Regions from separate parts of the Oryctolagus cuniculus genome. Here region 1 is linked to region 2. A link is a contact called in public Micro-C data. All regions are on one chromosome and are shown on one strand. Each heading gives the region's core, a stretch centred on a gene start, on an enhancer-like site or on the middle of the called end of the contact. The rest is flanking DNA. Distances are from core to core; before and after follow the strand shown. Region 1 holds the start of HECTD2 (HECT domain E3 ubiquitin protein ligase 2). Region 2 holds the start of PPP1R3C (protein phosphatase 1 regulatory subunit 3C).

Evidence for each region. A called contact is a pair of places that touch in the nucleus more often than the background predicts.
Region 1: a Micro-C map of ear pinna shows a contact between it and region 2, with 4 times the contacts expected there. The contact joins the promoter of HECTD2 here to the promoter of PPP1R3C in region 2. A contact is called at or near these places in 2 of 6 Hi-C or Micro-C datasets (ear pinna and an unstated tissue).

The regions. Positions count from the first base shown.
Region 1 is chr15:39,012,602-39,019,332 of mOryCun1.1, forward strand. HECTD2 (HECT domain E3 ubiquitin protein ligase 2) reads right to left here and starts at 4,474. Exons shown (of 21, transcript XM_051823369.2): 1 at 4,191-4,474. The coding sequence starts at 4,328.
Region 2 is chr15:38,804,709-38,811,431 of mOryCun1.1, forward strand. It overlaps PPP1R3C (protein phosphatase 1 regulatory subunit 3C), which reads left to right and starts at 3,440. Exons shown (of 2, transcript XM_002718505.5): 1 at 3,440-4,093; 2 at 6,057-6,723. The coding sequence starts at 3,714.

The DNA.
Region 1 (6,731 bases), core at 3,224-5,723, 210 kb after region 2:
ATTGGTTTTGATTGTATTAGCCAACCAAATGGTGGAAATACATGGAAAATGCTTAGCACAGAGTGGACATTCAAGAAATAGCTGTTATATATGATCACACATTTACACATAGGATGCATTTTTGTAATACTTGTAGTTAATTATTTAAAGCATTTCACTACCACAGCATACATTCTTCACCATCTCAACCCTTGTTGAGAACATAGTGGATGAAGAGCCCAGGATTTTCCATATTTAAGATTGTTACAAACATCTAGCTGGGCAAGGTTTAGGTATGCGTGTTTCTCTCTCTCTCTCTCTCTCTCTCTCTCACACACACACACACACACACACACACACATGGGTATGTGTCTGAAGGCTCATTAATTTGGAATGTTATCGGATTGGCTGCCTTTTTATGTAAATGTTTTTTCTGAGAAACCTCTGGAAATCTTAGAGCCCTTTTACCTTGTTAGTGTTCCTTCTCTTTCACTCTTGTTATCTAGTGAGGTTGTAGCTTCTTCTCTCCTATACTTTATCCCATGGCCATGCCCCCAGGGAAGGGACTCAAAATCTCAGGCATTAACTACCACGCTGCTTCCTTCACATTTTTTCTCCTCTGTCTCCAGTTTAACTACAGGCTGCCACTGATTTCACTGTGTTATTCCTTTATTTAAGAAATTCCAATGGCTTTCCATTAACCACATGAAAACAAAAGTGCAAACTTCTCTGCCTAGTGATCTGGCTCCAACCCCTCTGCAGTCTTACCTCCCCCGAGCTCCCAGCAGGCCTCCACTGGGCGCGCTCTGTTTCTCCCCAATTTTCCCCTTTCAGCCTTGCTCATGCTGTGGTTCCCCTTGGGTTACCTTGTTCCCTTTCCTTGGCCCATCCAAATCCTTCAACAGCTGGCCAGCTTAGATAATTGCCCTAACAGGAAGTAAACTCAAGGTCTTCACAATACTGCACACACTGATCTCCCATTTTACAATTATTTCAGCTTTTTGTGACTTTTACATATTGTTTGGCTTAGCTTTGCATACCCTTAGGCAGGGATCATTTTTTTTTTCAACCTGGTCTTTTATTTTCTGAATTCATCTAGAACAAAGCTAAACAAGTGTAACACAAGTTCAATAATTGCTGGTTACATTTTGGTCCACAGACTCCATCAGACCATGTATAATGGGATACAATTGAAATAAACCTCTCATTCTCTAGAGACTTCCCATCACATCCCCTCCAGCTACCTTAAGCTAGCCCTCTGCCCCTCACCTTCACCTACTGACACTTGACAAACTGGCTGACCTGCCCTTTGGGCAAACTTCCCTACAAAATCCTAAGATTTCTGCTACTGCTTCCTTTCACCTCACTGATCTAAGTAAAATCTAGCTTTCTTGAGTCCACTTCATTCCTGGGTACTGTCCCCTGGAGAACCTTCCTTTTCCTGGTCATCAGATTAAATGTTGATGCAGCCTGTCAAACTCATCCTCACTTGCCACTGCTATTTCTGCCCCTCTGAGCATTATTTTCTCCTCCTCCATCACCACTGGTTTCTAACATCAGCAGCTAATTTATAATGTTCCCCTCAGTAATATTTAATATTCACAATGTCAGCCCTTCACGCCCATGCACTACTTCCAAATCTCTTCTCTTCTGTGGATTTGTGTCCCCTCTCCACAGCAGCATGGCGAACCCCCCAACACTGAGAAGCCGTCTGAGGGCTCTATTTTCAGTCTCCAACTAGAACCACTTTAACTGCTGTTTCTTTCAATTCCCCCACCACAACTGGTTTCTGCCTCATGCACTTAATCCATACCTTTCACAAGTCCACTTCAAATGTTGCTCTGCAAACTAGATTTGAGCCAATGTAGTTAAAAAGATTCCTGAGCCTTCCCCATGGGAGCTTCTAATTCAGTACACAGACTGTTAATTTTCAATCTTAGCTATACCCAGGGAACTAAAACCAAACCAAACCAAAACAAAAAAACAAAAACAAACAAAACAACCAGCCCAAGCTTCATTTAACTGACCTGCATCTGAAGCTATAGAACCATGTCTTTAGAAGTTCTCCAGACAATTCTACTGTGCATCAAAGGTCGAAACTGTACTCTATACTTAGATACAGAAATAAGAGCTTCAGCATGCAACCAAAGTTAGTCAGGGGTCAGTCAGGTTTGATTTCATTGTGTTACACACCTCCTGTCTAGAAAGGACTTCCTTCATACTTGAGTGATTTTATATCACTTTGGAGTGCTCTTTCTAGCGCTCTTGCTCCTCCCCCTGTATCTTTCTTTAACCTCTAGGATATAGTCCAGACCCTTTCACTTGAAAGAGGGTCATCACAGTCTGGCCACCTATTTAATCCAGAGCTGTCTGAATTGTTTCAACACTCTCAGAAATGTGTTACGATGATTTTTTTGTAAGTCACTGTTATGAGGCCACTTGAAATGAGTCATACACTCAGATTAGACAGGCAGAAAGAGCTCTTAACTTGGGACAAAAAAGGAAGAATCATTAAAATGTCTCAAAGAAAAAGTTATTGATGGCAATTAGGTTACTAAGCAAACCTTCAGGTGCTAGTTAATCCAACAGGTGGCTGGAAAACAATGAAACAGGCCATCAGCTCTTTGCGCGCCTTCCTGTCAATGCCCAGACCCTCCCTATTGGCTAGCTCTCCTGGCTTTCTTGCCCTTTGAGGGGACCAAGCACACACTGTCTTGATTTTAGTTTTTCACTGACAAAAACACAGATATTTTGCCATAAGTTTTGTCATAAGTGATATATTTTTAGAAGTCATTAAAAACAACAGTACTGACACCTTAAAGGGACCAGAAATTGCCTTCAGGATCTCAAGTTTTTCTATTCATCCTCACCCCCTTCTATTCCATCCTGTATCTTTAAAAAAAAAAAAAAAATCTTGAACTCCGTAACTCATCAGTATAAGCTCTGAGCAGCTAGGCTACCAGCAGCAGGAACTAAATCTACAAGTCGTTGGGTGACCAGTTCCTTCCAAGCATTTCCTAAGGTAATCACTAACCACAGCTCCAATTTACCCATCAACTACAGCTATATACTTTTAAACGGGAGTCATTGCTGTCCACAATTTGCTACACTGATTTAACCTAAAGGGCTTGTTTTAACAATTTCCAATTATCATAGCTCTTAGCATTTTTGGAAAAATCTACTGAATCCAAACATTATTCCAAAACTAATACTTTAAGGAAGAGTGTGCTATTTCGGTAACCTCTTAGTCATTTAAGAGGGAGGTTTTAAGAAATGAATTCCAAGTAGGAATAAAGAAAATGCATAATCACTAAACTTTTACTATTTTGTCACGCATTGCTGCATGACAAGACATGATCTTTAAATACATCAAAGCAAAGTTTCAGAAAGTATTAAATATTATGTCAAATAAAACTCTCAAAATCAGAGAATTTTTTTAAATTGTGCTTCAAAGCAATCAGTCACAATCACCAGGAAAAATGGGGGGGGGGGGGGAGCTGTCCCATGACATCATCTGGCAATAAAGGGAGTTTGGAGCCCGAGACGCTCTCCAAGTAACCATTTCGGAAATCCAGCAGGGAAGGCATCCCTGTCAAGCTCAGATAACTTGAGTTTAAATTTAAAAAGGTTCAAAAAAGCTTCCCCCCCCACCCATTAAGTCACATGTCTGCACCACAGGAGAAATAAAATCATCTCCGAAGCATCCACCTCCCACTCCCCTGACAGCAACGGAAAGGTCACAATTAAGTGGAAACTCGCTGCGGCGCCCGTTCTAGCCCAAGGGGGAAAGGGGGCGCAGCGAAGGGAGGACTCTCCGCGCCTCCGAGACGATCTCCTCCGCGGAGAACCCGTTCCCGCCCGCCCGACCCCCGCGTTCGGCCAACAGACCACCCGACTCCAAGAGGCAGGTCAGCCCCGGCCAGGGACTGGGGGTCCACCCGACCCTCCTTGGAAAACAGCACAAAGCATCGAGCGGAACGGGCCACCCCCAGCCTTCCCCGAGCGCGGAAGGCGCAGCTCGCCACGGGTTCGGGGCTGTCCACGAGGCACAACTCTTCTATCTCAGCCCAAGGCACGGCGGCCCCGGCGCATCTCCCCCGGCCGCCCAGAGTCCCGGGAGGCGACGCGGGCCTCTGGGCTCCCCCGGCCGAGCCGCCCAGCCTCCCGACGCCCGCCGTCGGGGCGCCCCTCGGCCCCCGCCCAGCACCTACCGCAGCCGCGCCAGCCCCGGCGGACACGATGGGCGGCAGCTTCTCGCGCTCCGGTTCTTTTCCTTTTTTTTCCTCCGGCGCGGCCGCCGCCACTGCCGGCTGAGCGGCGGGCGACGGCACCCGACCCGTTTCACTCATGTCGGGCCGGGCAGCAGGAGCGTGAAGCGGCAGCGGCGGCGGCGGCAGCGGCAGCGGCCGGGCTGGGGCTGAGGCTGGCGCTGCTGCCGCCGCGGCCGCGAGAGGGCTCTGGGCCGCCGCTGGCAACCGCCGCCGCCGCCGCCGCCGCTCCGCCCCCACCCGCGCTCGCGCTGACGCGCGGGCGAGTCTGAGGCCGCGCGCCCGGCCCGGCCCTCCCGCCGCCCCCGCACGCGCCAGGCTCGCGGACTCGGTCCACCCCCGCGTCGCTCCCGCCTGTTTCTAGCGTCAGCCTCCCCCGCCTGGCCCGGGGCTCCTCCGTCGGGGGGCAGGGACGCCCGCCATAGTCACTGTCGTCGACCCCAGAGCCCGGAGGGGAGGCCCCGCGGTGGACGCCTAGCAGCCATGTTGTTTGCCGGCTGTCGTCCGAGATGACGAGCCGGTTACCCCGCGCTTAGGCGCGCACTCAGGGTCGGGCTGAGCGCCCGAGCTGCACCCGGGGCGGGGCGCAGCCTACCCTGCGAGGTTTGCCCTGGCCTGAGGTGCCTGGACCAGTGGGCGCTGGTCCGCTTGCGCCCCCCACCCCGTCCCCCCAGCGTCCCCAAAGCCATCTGCCCTGGGCCCGCTGCTTGCGGCTCCTAGCCCTGCTCGTCCTCGAGCCTGTGCCTCCCGAGGGAACAGTCTTTCCACGCTTAGTGCGCGACCCCTTGCACACGCTCTGACGGCTGAGGAGGGACCCGTTGTGGGCCGCCCTCCCCGTTAGGGCTGGGCGGCCAGGCCACATTTTCCATTTCTGGGCCTCTCGTCCCCCTTTTGACTGCCAAAATCCGCCTCTCCCTTCCCGTCCCCGCTCGCCTACACTTCGCTCGCTCCCCGCTCGCATCCCTTTGCTGCCGCCTATCCCTTCCTTTTTCCGTTCCGTTTATAAGTTACAGATGGACATGCCCAAACTCAGCTGCATAATCCGTCATAGCAAATCATTGTAAAAATGTGGGCAAGAACCTTAAATCTGAAGACGGGAGGGAGCCTTTCACCGAGCTCTTAAAATGCCCCCACCCCCACCCCCACCCCCAGCACACGTAGACAATTTCCTTTCCTTTCTCCTCGCCCCCTGCTTTTCCTTTTCTCTGTCTGCTGGAGCGGCAGAGACACCTGCTGATCTCAGAGAAGGGAGAGAGTGAGAAGGCGTTGTGTTGCCTTTAGAACAGGGAGTCTCTCGACAAGCGGGCCTTCAGATTTTTAGATTGTGGCTTCATTATTTTATTCGAGCTGGATTTTCGGATCAGGGGACACCAGATTCGAATATAAGTGACACAATTAAATATGAAACAAAACCAAAGGCGATTTTGGGGTTACCTATTGTTTTATATAATGCGGTGTCGTTAGTGGAACTAAATACTAATGACGGTTCATATTGAGGTGAAGTTGCATTTTTTTTTTCAAATCCTGAATCTGTAACAAACCGATCTGAAACATGCAATGTAACGAATACAGTAATTGATATTTGAAATTGCCTTCTGGGTGATAAACTCTCACTTTCATTTATAGAAAGTCTTCCTAGTTTTAATATAGTTGCTGCCACCACCTGTTTACTTATTAATTCACAAAAGGTATGAAGTAAGTGTCACATACTCCAGCAGAAAATATTTCAGTGCTAATTAGCCTCGGAGCGGGGTGATGTCTCCAGGCACTACTTAGAAGCATCTTCCTCTTTTCTATGTCTCTTAAATTCTTTTTCAGGATTTTCTTTCCTACTTAAACTTCTGAAATACTCATCCCAAGGAAAGGAACATCCCATTATTTTCTACTCGTAGCGGGTCAGCATGCTGATGTCCTTAATACAGCAACAATCAAATGTTACTTTATAAAATGAAGCCTTTATTTTAACAGCAATGATTCTGTACTGCCGAGTCTAGATTGATAGAACAAGTACTAGAAGGGAAAGTACCCCTTTCTCTATTGTTTTTGACTAGATTTAGTGATTTCTATAAAAATGCTTGGATCAGAAACCACTTGGATCACATGCCTTATGCTTTCTTTTTGCATGTGTCAGACTAAATAAAAGTGTGTCTGTACATGTAGTCATATTCAGCAGAACAGAATGCTTAAATATTGGCAAAACAAGGCAAGTCAGAAATTTTAATTTCTGCTACTGCACCAGAGTAGATAATAACCCATTTCTAAACAAGTCTGCTGATTGATTGACCTGTTGGTTCTATAGCACAAATAATAAGTAATTCGTTGATGTAAGCTTGTACTTCCTGTTAATGACACTGCTCTCAATTCATCACCCCTTTCTCCTTCAGAGGCACTCCGGGATGGGGGTCAGAGGGTGGAGTGGAGGCTGCTAGAAAACAAACGACTCTGGGGGAGCTTGTGAGCTTGAGAAATGGGTTCCCACTGTTA
Region 2 (6,723 bases), core at 2,190-4,689:
TTTTTTTTCTTTTTTTTTAGAAGATATTTTGATGATTTATCGCAAAAGTGAACATACAATCCTTCAATTTCATATCTTGAGTTTTAGGCAAAGGAGTTGAAAACTTATGTCCACCCAAGAATGTATTCTTTTTTTTTTTTTTTTTTTTGGGGTGGGGGAGCTCCCACCTTTATTTTCACTCGGCTTAAATTAGATTAACCATTTCCTTCTATTGTGAATTTAGGCAGGGAACCACAGGAGCAATTTGTACAGAAGCTGTGATTTTGTCACTAACAGATATCTATACAGTTTGATGATTAAGTATGAAGAATAGAGAGCATACTGGGATTTATTGTCCCATTTCAACCAAACAAAATTTTAGGCTGACTCTAAACTATATTTGGGGCAAAACTAGAATTGGTGAGCTCTAAAACTGTGCTTATTCAACTGGAATGTGTAATAAGTCATAAAACTTTTATTTAATGAATATAAATTTCCAAAGTACAGCTTATGGATTACAATGGCTTCCCCCTCCATAACTTCCCTCCCACCTGCAAGCCTCACCTTTCCCGCTCCCTCTCCCCTTCCATTCACATCAAGATTCATTTTCTTTTTTTTTTTTTTACAGAAGATCAATTTCGCATATATAAAGTAAAGATTTCCGCATTTTGCACCCACACTGAAACACAAAGTGTAAAATACTATTTGAGTACTAGTTATAGCATTAATTAAACACCAAAGAGTAATTGTGTATTAATTACAGAGTTCAACCAATAGTTTTAAGTACAACATAAAATGCAACTTTTGTATTGTTGTGGCTTCCCCCACCCCAACCTCCCTCTCTCCCGTGGCCCTCCCCTCTCCCACTCCCTCTCCCATCCCGCCCTTCATCACGTTTCATTTTCAATTACCTTCATATACTGAGGATCAACTTAGTATATACTAAGCAGGGATTTCAACAGGCTGCACTCACACAACCGAACCAGGTATAGGGTATTGTTCGACTAGTAGTGTTGTTTTTAAGTTTCATAGTTAAACACATTAAGGACAGAGATCCTACGTGGGGAGCATGTACTCAGTGACTCCCGTTGTTGATTTAACAATTGGCACTCTTATTTATGATGTCAGCAATCACCCGAGACTCTTGCTATGAGCTGTCTAGGCTATGGAAGCCCCTTGAGTTCACCAACTCTGAACTTGTTTAGTCAAGGCCGTATCACAGTGGAGGTTCCTTCCTCCCTTCAGAGAAAGGCGCCTCTTTCCTTGATGGCCTGTTCCTTCTGCTGGGGTCTTATTCACCAGGATCTTTCATTTAGATTGTTTTTTTTTTGCCACCGTGTCATGGCTTTCCATGCCTGTGAGACTCTCATGGACCTTTTAGTCAGATCTGAATGTCCCAAGTGTTGATTCTGAGGCAGGAGTGCTGTTTTGGGCGTTTGCCATTCTGTGAGTCTGCTGTGTATCCTGCTTCCCCCGCAGGATCATTTTCTCCCTTTTAATTCTATCCTTCATTATTTGCTTACACTGGTCTTATTTGTGAAATCTCTTCGACACTTAAAATGTTTTCTGAGTATTTTGTGAGTTTGGATTTCTGCAGTAAAGACTGTAATACCCTTGAGGACAAAGGGCTATGGCTTGTGAGTCCTTGCAACCCCTGGCATGGTGCTGGAAGTACTGCACAGGTCACTAATTTCCTGTTGATGTGTTTATTGTTAAGATGCAAAGAACAAAGCAATGCTTGGATTTTGCCAATCCGTAATTGGAGAAAGCCCGTGAATTATAATAAAGCTCCCCATGAGTCTTAGTTTACTTGGCCTTCATTGCTGCCATCCCTAGCTAAGAACATTGATTCCATCCCAGTTCCTCTTATACTATGAAAGCCAGGAAGGAGGCATAAGTGGACAACCTGGGTCTTTGACCACGCAGGTTTATTGAAGCTGACTCCTCTTCAGAGAGCGCTGTTTCTCTCAATCTTCTGTTTGAAGGAGTTGAAACAGAGTGACTTTTGTGGCGTTAATCAACACCAGGGGGCAGGAGAGAAAGTGGAGTGAAAGGAAACAAGTACAAAAGGATGTTGTGAATAATGGCTGAGGTATGTGAGAGCTTCCAGCACAGTCCTTGTGCCTGGCAGGAGGGCTATACATGTTGAACTATACTTGTTGCACATTTTAAAATCATTTAAAAATTACTTCTTAGAGAAGTCATCCATGTTCACTGTAGGAATTTTTAAAAATACAGAGAAGCTAAACATCAAAGACATTTTTAGTTACTCATAAGTTCACCACCTCAATAAAAGTACGGATAACATTTTAGTGAAGCATATTTTATTTACTCTGCATGCACATCTCTCTCCCAAAATGAGATCACAAAAAATTCTTACAATTTTACATTTCCCCATAACATTAGCTGGTAACATTCACCTTTTAGCTCAAGATATGATTTTGGGCAGAGGAAAGGACTACCCAGGCTTCCAGTTTGGGCTCCGGCCTAACCAACCCCTGGCAAACAGCTTAGCGTCTCTAGGTTTTAGGTTCCTCCTCTGTGAAATAGGTTGATAACAACGTTACCACCCATGTGACCTATGGCACCTTCCCCCTGCACGGTTTTTCCGGCCAGGGTAATTAGTGGAAGAGATTCTGGTGCAGTGGGGCTCGCTCTGGCATCAGCCAGCTCCACCTGTGAGGTCCTGGGTAGGTCTCGTGCCTCCTCAGTGCCTCAGTCTTCTTTTCTCTAAAGTGGAGTGAGACACACTACCTGGGGTTGTTGTGAGACATCTGTAGACAGAGCAGGGTCTGGCCCACAGTCCAGAACCATTCTGCTGCCCCTGTCTCCCACCGGAGGAAACCGAGACCACGGTGACCAGATCCACGGAGCTAGGAAATGCCACACCCAAAGCCCGGGCCCTGTCAGCTGGTTTTGACTGAGCTAAAAGGCTCGAATCCCTGCCCCTCACTGGTTGTTACATTTAAAAAATGAAGCCCAAACCTGAAGCATCTTTCCCAATTTCTTCTTCCACATTTTAGTAACTCCACTTTAACCGTTCCACTGCTGACTGTTCTTTAAAAGACAGCGTGATCTTTTTTGTACATTTTGACTGCTGGATATTTAAGTAGAGCAGAACTTAGATACAAGTTTTATAAAGACAGTTTATACTTAGAAACTTAATTTCAAGGTTGGGACGAATGGTCAAAAACCGCCCCCAACCAGCACAAAATAAGGAAAGCCCAGAGAAAGGCACTGGTGCTGGGAGGGCCGTGAATGTTCGCGTGACATTTTAGCACTGCTAAAGGACGTCAGAACCCAGTCCAGGGAGTTGGGTTCACCACTGGCTTTGGCTGGCCATGTGAGTGAAAAAGGCCATTTCATTTCTGTCTATAGTTTTTTCTCCCAGGGAGAAAACTGAAGAATAGATCAACTTACAAATTGCCTTTTAATTAAATGCTGTCTTATCGTTTTATAGGATCTGCGTGTTGAGAGGGTGGTTCCTGGCACCCACTATGATGCATTCGTGGATTCACCCTAAGCGAAACACACACACACACACACACACTCAGCCAAACTTCTCCCCGCGGAGGCTAAGGTGCGCTAGCACACCAAGCAACGAACAATGCAAACGTTGAAGACGTCGGGAGCCAGCCACAACTTGCTGTGCTCAGATTCAGCCGTGCACACACCCGCAGACGGATTCCCGAGGCGCTGGCTGGTGAGCTGGGCGCCGCCTCCCGGCTCCTTGCATGACTTGCCTGCACACCCCCTCGCCCAGGGTTCGCGTTACGCCGCTCAGTCCAGCTGGCCTAGGAGTCCCCAAATCCCGGGGCTCCCAGCTGGCGCTGGGCACATTCAGCCCCGCAGCTATCGCGTCCTTGGGGAGAGGGCTCGAGCTGCAGCTGGGCGCTGGTTGGTCACGCCAGCGGGCCCGCGGCCCGGCGATTGGTCCAAGGGATCCGTTCACGTGGTTCCGAGCAGATAAGCTGTCTCTCTGGCGCCTGACCCGCAATCTGCGGGAGCGACCTGCGAGGGGGCACTGCTGGGAGCTGCAGGGCGAAAGTGCGCAGGCAGCGGGGTGCAGGCTTTCGCGGTCAGCCCCGCCTCTCTGCCTCATGAGCTGCACCAGGTATGTTGGCTGCGACTCTGCAACCCCCGAGTCAGGCGAAACGTGCAGATGCATGCAGACTGGAATGGGGTGGGGGCGTTTTCGTTCTGTCGTTTCTGCAGATAGAGACCCCAGAGGAGGGCAAGTTGACAGATTGCTAGATTGAATCCGGCACTCAGGGGGCCTGGGAGGTACGGAAATTTGCAGTGTGTGTCTTAAGCAGAACGTATGTTGGCAATCAGCATCCTTAACCAGAAACTGTTTAAACCTGAGTCAGCTATAGTTCCATCTGCCTCACTGATAAGACTTCTCTTTTGGTCCTGCAAGTCTGTTCCTCGGACGCGGGCAGCCGGGCTTGGGGGAACAGACCTCTCATCTTGTTGGTTAGATAGTTTAGTTTGGTGCAAAACTACTGGACGCTTTCACAATCTTATCACGGTTCGCCATAGCAAACTCGGTCTCAGAGTTGGAGCAAACTATTATTTTTAACTCTTGGCCAGGACTGAAAATTCCAAGGAAATAGCCCAGTACTAAAACTGTCTTTCCATAAATGCAAAAGACAACAAACAAACCCAGGCTCCCATAAACTACTTTTAATAGCTTGCCCAGACATAACTTAGCAGAAGCCTTCTCTAAAAATCTAGCCTGTTCATTATTATTAGACCCAGAGTGATAGCTTTAGCTTTCATTTGTTTAAGTCTGCAGGTCACCCAGAAAAATCCCAGCGCTGATAAAGTGAGTTCTGCGAGTGCTCCTTATTATTCATTTTGTGAGAATGAGCGCTTGCTTGGTGCTTGGAGTTGCTCTAATGAGCAATGAAGGCAGACTTGGAAATATTGTGCACAGGATACACATAGCTCTGAATCCATAAGGCTGAAATACGGGGGAACTCTCAATCCCATGCCCTTGGCCAAATGTAATGTGAACCAAAGACCAGAAAAGCCTTCTTGAAGGATTCTTCTTGGTTTATTGCTGAGCATAGTTATGTTAAAAATTTTTCATAGCTTTAATGTCTTTCCGCTTATAAATGTCCATCACCAAAACATTAGAAAATATCCAAAAAAGTACAAAGACAAAAATAATTGTGAAATCCTATCACCTAGAGATAATTACTAACTTTTTAGTTTGTTTTCTATAAAGTTTTAAAATATTTATAAGTTCAAATACAATATATAGTTTTTAAAAAGCCCAATTTTCAGGTCATTAGTTTTCCCACTTAAATGCGGACTTGCCGTGGGCATGTTTCCATAGGAAATACAGGTTATGCAAATTTTTTCTTTAAGTGCCTGAACTGCTGACTTGTTTCAGTCAGTTACTTCTGAAACATGAGGAATAACATGACAAAGTGCAAAGGTAACTTTCTGCCTTCCATTCTCCCTAGCCTTGTCACTCTCAAAACCACTGCATACAAATTTTATTAATGAATCTTTTTTCTTTCCAAGTGGCTTACCTTTCCAAAGCAGCATAAATCATTGAGCAGCAAAATAAGCAAAGGCAGCGGAGGGACTGGATCTGAGGCTTCCAAACCTCTCTCATTGTTAGACCCACCTGGAAGGCTTTCTGAGCATCCCTGCTTCCTTTGCTCCATCCACAGGGGTTCTAAGTATTCAAATTAAGAAGAAAGAAAACCAACCGATTCTCAAGGTCACAGTGACTAGCCAGGGTTGAGAACCATCTCAGAGCCCTGGTTCTTAAAGTTGTGTAGAGATCATTACGTTTCCAACACTTCTGTTTTGCAGAAGGAGAAACAGAGACCCCTCCCACCCCTAAAAAGTTAAGCAGTTAACCCGCAGCCCTGCAGTCAGCCGACAGTGAAGGTGGACATAGGATGCAGGTGGGCTCACCTAACACTGCCGCCTCCTGCTCCATAGAACAGCACCTGCCTGATCCTTACTACATGGCTGGAATTCAGTCTGCACAAAAATAGTACTTATGAAGTAAGGACCCAGTGCAGGTGATGACCCCTCTCCCTTTTACATTCCAGAATGATCCAGGTCTTAGATCCACGTCCTTTGACAAGCTCCGTCATGCCAGTGGATGTGGCCATGAGCCTTTGCTTGGCCCATTCGCCCCCTCTGAAGAGTTTTCTGGGTCCTTACAATGACTTTCAACGAAGACATTTTGTGAATAAACTGAAGCCTCTGAAACCGTGTCTCAACATAAAGCAGGAAGCCAAATCGCAGAACGGCTGGAAGCGCTCACACAACCAAGCCAAGAAGCGGGTTGTGTTCGCCGATTCCAAGGGCCTCTCGCTCACTGCCATCCACGTCTTCTCTGACCTCCCAGAGGAACCAGCGTGGGATCTCCAGTTTGACCTCTTGGACTTGAACGACATCTCCTCTGGCTTAAAACTCCACGAGGAGAAAAATCTGATTTTAGATTTCCCACAGCCTTCAACTGACTACTTAAGCTTCCGGAACCACTTCCAGAAGAACTTTGTCTGCCTGGAGAACTGCTCTCTGCAAGAGCGAACAGTGACTGGGACTGTGAAGGTGAAAAACATGAGCTTTGAGAAGAAGGTTCAAATCCGAATCACGTTTGATACTTGGAAAAGCTACACCGACGTGGACTGCGTCTACATGAAGAATGTGTATGGCGGCTCGGAGAGTGACACCTTCTCGTTTGCCCTTGACTTACCCGCTGTCATTCCA